Regions from separate parts of the Macaca fascicularis genome. Here region 1 is linked to region 2. The links are chromatin contacts, called in public Hi-C maps. All regions are on one chromosome and are shown on one strand. Each heading gives the region's core, a stretch centred on a gene start, on an enhancer-like site or on the middle of the called end of the contact. The rest is flanking DNA. Distances are from core to core; before and after follow the strand shown. Region 1 holds the start of AXDND1 (axonemal dynein light chain domain containing 1). Region 2 holds the start of TOR3A (torsin family 3 member A).

What was found. A called contact is a pair of places that touch in the nucleus more often than the background predicts.
Region 1: a contact with region 2 is called in a Hi-C map of liver, with 3 times the contacts expected there. The contact joins the promoter of AXDND1 here to the promoter of TOR3A in region 2. A contact is called at or near these places in 2 of 2 Hi-C or Micro-C datasets (liver and skeletal muscle).

The regions. Positions count from the first base shown.
Region 1 is chr1:36,864,085-36,869,186 of T2T-MFA8v1.1, forward strand. AXDND1 (axonemal dynein light chain domain containing 1) reads left to right here and starts at 2,862. Exons shown (of 25, transcript XM_065532054.2): 1 at 2,862-2,887; 2 at 3,313-3,515. The coding sequence starts at 3,422.
Region 2 is chr1:36,593,193-36,598,750 of T2T-MFA8v1.1, forward strand. It overlaps TOR3A (torsin family 3 member A), which reads left to right and starts at 1,266. Exons shown (of 7, transcript XR_012428013.1): 1 at 1,266-1,597; 2 at 2,141-2,254; 3 at 5,084-5,349.

The DNA.
Region 1 (5,102 bases), core at 1,612-4,111, 270 kb after region 2:
AATTGACTCTGACCATCACTTTTACACGTTTTGAGGTTTTCTGTTTAGGAAGATTCTTACCTACTCAGCTTACATTTTGCTATGGTATTTTCCATCGAAGACCTTAATAGTATTACTCCATTTTAAGATTCTCTTGGTATAATTAAAAATTAGGAGAGGAGTTACCCTATGAGTAGCAACTGTATTTTTTGATAGTGATAGTACTGTTTTTGTTTATGCCTCATCTATTCAACTTTTTTTGTTTTGTTTTGTAGAGATGGGGTCTTGCCGTGTTGTCCAAGCTGGTCTCAAATTCCTGGCCTCAAGCCATCCTCTAGCCTAAGCCTCTCAAAGTGCTGGGATTACTCAGGCATGAGCCAACACACCCAGCCACTCATCCAACCTTTTTTTTTTTTTTTTTTTTTTCTGAGAGGGAGTTTCACTCTTGTCGCCCAGACTGGAATGTGATGGCGCTGCAACCTCCACCTCCCGGCTTCAAGCGATTCTCTTGTCTCAACCTCCCGAGTAGCTGGGACTACATGCATGTGCCACCACGCCGGGCTAATTTTTGTATTTGGTATTTGTATTTGGTAGAGAGACAGGGTTTCACCATGTTGATCAGGCTGGTCTCTGACATCAAATGATCCACCCACCTCAGCCTCCCAAAGTGCTAGGATTACAGACATGAGCCACCACGCCCTGCCTTATCCATTCAACTTTAACACAGGCCTTTGCTGAGAGCTTCAGACCCATGTATTAATGTATAATCAAATAGTTACTCCTCATTTCCACCCAGATATCTCAGTCTTACTGCAAACTTAACATATCCACAAGTCCTAAACGGATCCTTCTCCAAAGTCCTCCTCCAAATCTGGTCTTCCTCCTTTGTTTCCAGTCTCAGTAAATCATATTGTTACAGGAAAGGGGGTTCAGGGCGAGTCCACAGTGCAAAGCAAGTTCATTAGGAAAATAAAGGAATAAATAATGACTACTCCATAGAGCAGCCCTGAGGGTTGCTGGTTACACATTTTTATGGTTCTTTCTTGATATGCTAAACAAAGGGGTGGATTATTCATTCCTCCCCTTTTTAGGCCTTATAGGGTAACTTCCTGACATTCCCATGGTATTTGTAAACTGTCATGGCGCTGGTGGGAGGATAGCAGTGAGGACAACCAGAGGTCACTCTCGTGGCCATCTAGTTTTTGGTGGGTTTTAGCCGGCTTCTTTACTGCGACCTGTTTTATCGCAAGGTCTTTATGACCTGCTATCTAATCCTGTGATTTAGAATGCCTTAACCATCTAGGAATGCAGCCAAGTAGGTTTCAGCCTTATTTTACCCAGCTCCTATTCAAGATGGAGTTGCTGTGGTTCAAACTCCTCTGACATTATGTATGATCACCATACCACAGCACAATTCTGTCAACACAAAAGAGAACTGTCCAACCGATTTTCATGTTTGTCCAGGCATTGTAGTTGGTGCTAAGGAATATAGTTATTGAATAAGATAGTTTTCTGCCCGTCTGGAAGCAACTAGACGCTGGGCTTCTCCCGGCAGTTCATTATTTGGCACTAAATCTCTGCCTTAATATGAAATTATGCCATGGCCGGGCGCGGTGGCTCATGCCTGTAATCCCAGCACTTTGGGAGGCCGAAGCGGGAGGATCACCTGAGGTCGGGAGTTCCAGACCAGCCTGACCAACGTGGAGAAACCCCGTCTCTACTAAAAATGATGGTATTCTTTCCTGAGGTCAGGTTTTTACGCCAGACTTCCCGACAATTATGCCTGAGCTGGTTCCACCTAACTTCAATCCTCCTTCCCGGCCCCAAGGGGGTGAAAAATCTGGACCCAGGAGGCCTTCCTTGTGCTCTGAAGGGAGGCCTTTAAGGGTCCAAGGAAGACGTGACCGAATGTAAAGCACCGAACGGCTTACCCAGTAAGGGACCCAGAGTTTATTAACCAACATCCCCCCTGAGTCTGGTTTTTAGAAAAATACGCAAAATGTCCAGGCGCGGGGGCTCATGCCTATAACCCCAGCACTTTGGGAGGCCGAGGCGGGCGCATCACGAGGTCAGGAGTTTGAGACCAGCCTGGCCAACATGATGAAACCCCATCTCTACTAAAAATACAAAAATTAGCCGGGCATGGTGTACCGCGCCTGTAGTCCCAGCTACTCAGGAGGCTGAGGCAGGAGAATCGCTTGAACCCGGGAGGTGGAGGTTGCAGTGAGCCGAGATCGCACCACTGCACTCCAGCCTGGGCAACAGAGCGAGACTCCGTCTCAAAACAAAACAAAACAAAAACAAAAACAAAATACAAAATTAGCCGGGCATGGTGGCGTGTGCCTGTAATCCCAGCTACTTGGGAGGCTGAGGCAGGAGAATTGCTTGAACCCAGGAGATGGAGGTTGCAGTGAGCTGAGATCGCGCCATTGAACTCCAGCCTGGGCGACAAGAGCGAAACTCCGTCTCAGGAAAAAGGAAAAAGGACGGAAGGCAGGAAAGAAGGAAGGAAAAAGAAAGAAAAATATGCAAAGCAACAAAAAAGAGACCTAGAAAGATGGAAACAACTCTTAGAAGACCCTTGCTTGAACCCGCGTGCATCACTGGCTACAGGTGTAGACCCCTCGGGCTAACCCCCGCCGGCGCCTGCGCACTGGCCTGGCCCGCAGCAGGAAGCCCCGGGGTGAGACACTTTCGGATTCCGTGACAACGGCCGGATTAAACGTTTTTCTTCTTTGCTACTGAACCTATGCTGCTATTTAGAACACAAGAAACTCCGAGAGGCTGTAGGGATTGTCTTAGCTGTCTGCCTCCTCCGCCGGCACCGCTGAAGGCAGCCCCTATCGAGGGCGCTAAACCTCGGGGTCCTGGGTTTCTATGACGACAAACAGGCGTTCCAGCAAAGGAGGTAGTGACCGGATGCTGGCGGGGTACGCAATGTGTGGGTAGGATAGCGGGTGTCCCTTTCCAGTCATTTTTAACCAAGAAACAGTGCGAGGCCTGCCCAACTCCCGAGTTTGTGGAACTGGCGCGCGAGAACGCTGCCTGTGGGGAAGGTTGGGGTCCCCAGCCGAGCCGCCTGCAGCGAGTGTCGCCCACCAGGGGTGCCGGCGGTCTGCGGGTCCGCCAAGCGGGTCTTTCCTGCCCTGCTCCCTGACCCTGACCTGACGGTCCACTAAGGCCTCTCAGTCGCAACAGATAACCCCAGAACATAGAGGTCGCCCCGAAGAAGGAAAACCATGCTAGATGAATTCTAAACTACGATCTGAACCTAAATACTCAATGGGTGTCATCTTTTTTCTTTCTTTTTTTTCTTTTTTCCTCTCCCTGCAGGATTATGTGGCAGCCTGCAAGTAGTCCCAGTGCGGCGCTGATTTGTGTCTAAATTAGCTTTCCGGAGGACTATTTCAAATTAGTAAAGAGATAGGAGGCATTGTTTATTATGTCTCTCCCGAAAACGCCCTCCACCCCGCTAAACTCTGCATCAACGTCTGAGAGCAAAAAGTTAGTGTCTGTAGCCACGGAAGGGACGAGAGGTAAACTTCGATGATTCTGAAGTCATAAACAGTCATGGCCGTAAGACAGAAATCACCTTCCATTCACCGGTTTTTTAAATCTGATACTCAGAATACCTTGATTGGCTACATTTTTCTAACACGCTTGCTTAAATAAAGCAAGAAGTCATTCCTTTTACTGTATTTTGAGTCAGAGTCCTGTTTCACTACTCCATCTAAATACTGTTTATAATTTTTTTCAAATGTTGATTTATATATGGTTTTAAATTCACCCTATTTTAAATATCAATAGTTGTATTTTTTTTTGGTTCCTGGTCTTTGGTTTTAAGGAACTTTGAAAAAGTAATAGTGAGGTTAGGCGCGGTAGCTCACGCCTGTCATCCCAGCACTTTGGGAGGCCGAGGTGGGCCGATCACTTGAGGTCAGAAGTTCGAGACCAGCCTGGACAATATGATGAAACCCCGTCACTACTAGAAATACCATAATTAGCCGAGCATGGTGGCTCTCACCTGTAGTCCCAGCTTACTCCGGAGGCTGAGGCAGGAGAATTGCTTGAACCCAGGAGGTGAGGTTGCAGTGAGCCATGATTGTGCCGTTGCATTCCAGTCCGGGAGACAGAGCAAGACTCCATCTCAAATAAATAGGCCGGGCGCGGTGGCTCACGCCTGTATCCCATTTGGGAGGCCGAGGCTGGCGGATCACGAGGTCAAGAGATTGAGACCATCCTGGCCAACATGGTGAAACCCTGTTTACTAAAAATATAAAAATTAGCCGGGCTTGGTGGTGCGCCCCTGTAGAGCTACTCAGGAGGCTGAGGCAGGAGAGAATCACTTGAACCCGGGAGGCGGAGGTTGCAGTGAGCCGAGATTGCACCACTGCACTCCAGCCTGGGGACAGAACGAGACTCCGTCTCAAATTACGAGGTCAGGAGTTTGAGACCAGCCTGAACAACATGATGAAACCCTGTCTCTACTAAAAATACAAAAATTAGCCAGGTGTGGTGGCACGCGCCTGTAATCCCAGCTACTTAGGAGGTTGATGCAGGAGAATTGTTTGAACCCGGGAGGCAGAGGTTGCAGTGAGCCAAGATCTTGCCACTGCACTCCAGCCTGGGCAACAGAGGTAGAGTCAGTCTCAAATAAATAAAACAAACAATAAAAAGCAATAGCAGAGATAAGAAAAACGCAATTTAGTACAACGTGGCAATTTGTATTAGCTTTTAGTAATTTTTCTAAATTAGAGTAATTCCTTAAGATTTTCATTCATATGCGAATCTGTACTAGAGTCAGCTAGTGTTATCCTTACCCCCTGTTCTGTTAAAGCTTTTCACATCTCACCTGCCCCTTGTACTAAAGCCCCAAGCCCCACCCAACTTTTTTTTTTTTCTGTTTCTTTTGATCTCAAGCTCGTGGGAGATTTGGTAATGCAGACTCTAACAACTTTTGACAGTAATCAAAGCATGATGCCTCCTTATAGAAATAAACGTAAACCATACCGTGTTAGGGGCATAGATTAAGAATAATAAAAACTCAACTCTACCTGACTTCATAGGAGGGCTTTTCCTATATATAAGCCCAACTACCTGCCTGTATTACTCCCCTGCCCTAG
Region 2 (5,558 bases), core at 16-2,515:
GCTGGTGCCATGGCTGCTTCTCTGAAAAGTTTTTGACATCACACCGAATGGCTGAGACACTACGAACATTTTACTTTTCATCTCAACCTTGTGTCCAGCAAAGGTGCTTGTCTAGTTTCTGTAGCTGTTTGAATGAAAGGCGCAAATTTGGTGTGCTGCTGAGAATGGAGCAGACCTGGCACTGGGTGTGATCTAAGAGACGGGGGTGAAGAGATGAGTCAAGTTGCCTGTGACATTTGTGACACATGGTGCTCAGATTCACCTTGCTGTCTGGAGGGCCCACCCTCAAAGCCACTAAACATGACGACATTAGCCAAGTCCTCTGATCTCTCTAGACAGCAGTTTTCTCCTAAGACAAGATGGCTTTTTGGCCATTGGCTGAAGTAAGCCAGGTGATTTTAAACAATGCATTAAGCTCTTCTGAAATCTAACAGCCTTGTTCCAAGCTGCTCGCTATGGAGAATAGAGCGCTGAGGGAAAGAGGCCTGTAGTCTTTTGCCAGTGGTGTCGGATGGGCTACTCAGCCCCAGCACTTGAAAGTTGCAAACCTAGTCAAGAAAGTGCACACAGTACTTCACCTTTTTATGAGATATAATTACATTGACATGACGCCTTATGATTTACCCGTGACTCGGGGGGTTTCCAAAATCCAAACACTTCCAGACTGGGGCCCGTCAATCAGCTTCCTCTTGCTTTTCGTGGACTCCCAAACTGTGGAAACCTGCTGGTGTTTTGCTGCGGTTTCATTTCCCTCTGCGGAGGAGCCAGGGCAACCTCGGCCAGACAGGCACCCAGCTGCGCCCTTCTTTCCAGGGCCTCTTCACTCAGCTGACTCTCCTGGCCTGCCTAATGCTCCTGGCTGAGACGGTGTCCCGGCTTCCTCTAACAGGTTGGCGAGAAGTTGATCTGCAAACGCGAGGCAGAGCAGGAGTGTCCTTATTCGGTAGGCCTCTGATGGGCCACCAGGTCCGTCCGAAAGTCCTAGCCGAGTGATTGACAGTGGCCATTTCAAAGCCTGATTTCACCTTTGCAACCACAATCACGACCCAGAATAAACTGCTTCCAGGAAGCCATTTAGTTGCACCTTGCCTGAAGTCAGTCTCCGGACTGCCTCTCAGGACCCCCGCCAGGGTTTCGGGTTCCCGCCTGGGTCACGTGTACGGAGGCTGCCAGTGCGCACTCAGCCCGGCCCGCCGGTCGCCAGAGCAACACCAATCCCGGGTTCACTCCCGCCTCGGAAGTGCGGTCCCCGCCCGACAGCCCCCGGCTTAAGGGAGCCTGGCTAGGCCGGCAGCCAGAAGGTCCCGCAGCTTGGGGCCGGCCATGCTTCGCGGCTCGTGGCGCCAGCTTTGGCTCTTTCTCCTGTTGCTGCTGTTGCTGCTGCTGCTCCCGGGCGCGCCTGAGCCCCGCGGCACCTCCAGGCCGTGGGAGGGAACCGACGAGCCGGGCTCGGCCTGGGCCTGGCCGGGCTTCCAGCGCCTGCAGGAGCAGCTCAGGGCGGCCGGCGCCCTCTCCAAGCGGTACTGGACGCTCTTCAGCTGCCAGGTGTGGCCGGACGACTGTGACGAGGACGAGGAGGCAGCCGCGAGGCCCCTGGGTAAGACCCCGTCCCCGCGGCCCGCCGTTCGCTGCGGAGCAGAGTGCGATCCGGGCGCGGCTGTGGTCGCCTCGCTCCTGCCCCCGGGCGACGTCAGGGCCCGCAGTTCTGCTCCGCTCAGCCGCCGGTACCGGCTGTAGGCGGGGGCAGCCTCCGCGGAGCAGGGAGCCCCATCACCGCTCCGGCCCCACTCGCATCCCCGGTGCCGCCCCCTGCGGCCTGGCTGCCCGTCCCCTGCCGCCCCTCATCCCCGCGCTTTCCAGACTCGCTTGCACCGCCTGTGCCGTCTCCCAGCCCACCCTGGCGTTATTCGAAGGTGCTGCTCTTGACAGCGTCCGCTGTGGACATGCCTGGTGACTGCCGTCTCCCTTGCTGCTTTTGGACGCAGGGCTTGAGGACCGACAGTGGGCTGAGCTGGGGCTGGCAGTTGGAATCTGAGTTCTGGGTGTCGCTCTGTCCCTGACAAATTGTGTGGCAACGTTGCCGCATCACTGTCGAGCTCCGGATGGTCTCCTCTCGGTCTCACAGCTCTTCCTTTTCCAGGCTGGCGCCTTTCCCTGTTGGGCCAGCGGTACTTGGATCTCCTGACCACGTGGTACTGCAGCTTCCAAGACTGCTGCCCCGGTGGGGATTGCAGAATCTCCAACAACTTTACAGGTTGGACCTCGCATGGCTTCAAGGGACTAGGGATCTGTGGGGAGGGGACGCAGTCCAGGGGAAATGGTTAGATGCAAGGGACCTTTCGTCATCCTGTCCAACCTCCCCACAAGCAGGAACTTCTGCCACAGTCTGAGGTTTTGAAGGAGTACCAAATGCTTGAGAGTCAGGGAAGCCCCTTTTTAGCCTCTAGCTTAATAGCCCAGGCAAACTGAGCTGTTTCGTGCATCTTGAGGATCCATGGGAATGCCATGAACACATCACACTCAGCTAAGCTGGGAGGAGGGAACAGGCCCATCATTACCACCGTGTGTCCCCTGTCTAAACAGGTTTTCCTCTGCTCATTTGTCAGCTACCCCCACCATGTCCTCCCGCATCCCTGAGAGCGTTTCCAAGGAGAAGAGAATACCTAATATCTGTTATACATACCAGGCACTGTGCTAAGAGTTTCAAAGGGATTAACTCATAATCCAACATCTCCTTTGATCTCTAGGAGAGTCAGGCCCAGAGCACCTTGTTTCACTCTAAACAGAAACAGGGACCTCTCAGAGGGGCTGGAACTATCCAGTGAGAGAACTGATCAGAAATTCTGGGTTATGATTACAAGTGTCCCTTTCTTTTTTTTTTGAGACAGAGTCTTGCTTTGCATCCACACTGGAGTGCAGTGGTGCGATCTCAGCTTACTGCACCCTCTGCCTCCCGGGTTCAAGCAATTTTCCTGCCTCAGCCTCCCGAGTAGCTGGGATTACAGGTGCCCACCACCACGTCCGGCTAATTTCTGTAGTTTTAGTAGAGACGTGGTTTCACCATGTTGGCCAGGCTGGTCTTGAACTCCTGACCTTGTGATCTGCCCACCTCGGCCTCCCAAAGTGCTGGGATTACAGGTGTGAGCCACTGCACCCGGCAACCAGTATTTTCTAATTAGTTTGGGTGACTTGATTTGCATATTGCAGTTGATTTGCATTTTCACTCTCACAAGGTCATCTTTGGCCCCATGTTCTGAAACCTATTCAGACATTTGCAAAAGCTTCCTCTCTTTTCCCCAGGAGCAATTTCTTACCCAGAGTTCTGATCCCAGCTCCTTCAGTCTCCATAAATGAGGCCCACCTTAGATATTTAGGTCACTTAATTGGCCAAAATGCCAATAACACAGTGTTTTTAGGGACACAGTCTGGCTCAGGACAGAAGATAGGAGTACATACAGGTCAGGAAGTCTGAATTTGGATCACTGCTGACTTGGATAAGACCCTAGGTGGCAATTAGCGAGTTACTTTCTGCCCTCAACTACGTTCTGCCCTCAACATGCCTGTTCGACAAAGGCCTGGATATCCAAATTGTTGCGGCCGGGGAATCAGAGACTCCTCCACTGGATTCCTAGTCTTGCCTCTTCCTTGCTGGCAGAGTCCTTCCCAAGTGTCCATTTCCTCAGCTGTATTTTATTTTATTTATTTATTTATTTTGAGACCAAGTCAGTCTCTGTCACCCAGGCTGGAGTGCGGTGGCGTGATCTCGGCTCACTGCAACCTCCGCCTCCCAGGTTCAAGCTATTCTCTTCCCTCAGCCTCCCAAGTAGCTGGGATTATAGGCGCACGCCACCATGCTTGGCTCATTTTTGTATTTTTAGTAGAGATGGGGTTTTGCCACATTGACCAGGCTGATCTCGAACTCCTGACCTCAGGTGATCCACCCACCTCGGCCTCCCAAAGTGCTGGGATTACAGGCGTGAGCCACCTCGCCCAGCCAGTTTCTTCAGCTTTAAATGGGAATAATAATGCCTGCCTTGCAGAATTGTGAAGACTAAATGTAAAACACTTAGCCCAGTTCTGAATACAGAGAAAACAGCAAATGTTAATTTTCTTCTATGTCACTACTACTTTTGGAGCAATGTGTGATACCCTCAACGTTTTATCATAGACCTTGACCTCCCAAGGCTCCAGAATACACGCTCTGGGCTGGCTTGAGGTGTTCAACCAATTGATCCTGGATTTGGAGTGCTCACCCACAGCTGGCAGCACACCCTCCCTGCCTCCACTGTGGCTCCTGGTAGCCCCATCTCCAAATCCTACAACCTCAGGTCTGAGAGGAAGTTAGGCCTAGCAGAGGGCTTTGCACACTGGAGCTGCTCTCAACAAGTGTCGGCTGAATTGAATGAGAATGAATAAAATCAAGCTTCTGCATGAAACAGGGAGCCCTGAAACCAAGGGATGGGAGCAGCCTCAGGACATGGGGGACAGGATTCCTCCCCAGACAGGTCTGTGCCAACTGCTCTGGGTATGTGCAGGATCTTCAGGAAGGGTGATTCCTCTGTCTCCCTAAGTCCCATCTTTATTTCCCAAACTCTTCAAAAAGTAGTCCTTGAGGCCAGGCATGGTGGTTCACGCCTGTAATCCCAGCACTTCGGGAGGACGAGGCGGGTGGATCACGAGGTCAGGAGTTCCAGACCAGCCTAGCCAACACGGTGAACCCCATCTCTACTAAAAATACAAAAGTTAGCCGGGCATGGTGGCGGGCACCTGTAATCCCAGCCATTCAGGAGACTGAGGCAGGAGAATCGCTTGAACCAGGGAGGCAGAGCCGAGATTGCACCACTGCACTCTAGCCTGGGTGACAGAGCAAGACTTCCTCTCAAAAAAGAAAAAGGAAAGAAAGTAGTCCTTGCATCCCTTCTGCTACAAAGTCTGCCTTCTGTCTGCTTATTATGCCAAACAGGAGAAGTAACTGATCCCAACCAAGAGAGATTCAGAGTTGCTTGGTTTCCGGGCTGCTGGCTGCTGTGGTGGATGCGCCTCTGTGTGCCTTTTGCTGTGACTGCCTCTTTCTCGTCCTTAGGCTTAGAGTGGGACCTGAACGTGCGGCTGCATGGCCAGCATTTGGTCCGGCAGCTGGTCCTAAGAACAGTGAGGGGCTACTTAGAGACGCCCCAGCCAGACAAGGCCCTTGCTCTGTCGTTCCACGGCTGGTCTGGCACAGGCAAGAACTTCGTGGCACGGATGCTGGTGGAGAACCTGTATCGGGATGGGCTGATGAGTGACTGTGTCAGGATGTTCATCGCCACGTTCCACTTTCCTCACCGCAAATATGTGGACCTGTACAAGGTGAGGCCGACCAGGGCTGGGGTGAGGCCTCTGTGCTGGGAGGAAGACCCTTCTGCCAGCCCTTCCTTGCAAGGAAGTGGGCTCTGGAGAAGCCTGGGGAGGTGGGGACAGGTGGCAGAACCTGTGACAGAGCCACTCACTCGGTCCACTCCTCACGGAGGCCCTGAGCATCTGGTGGGGACTGGTGTTCCAAACCCCCCCACTGCTCT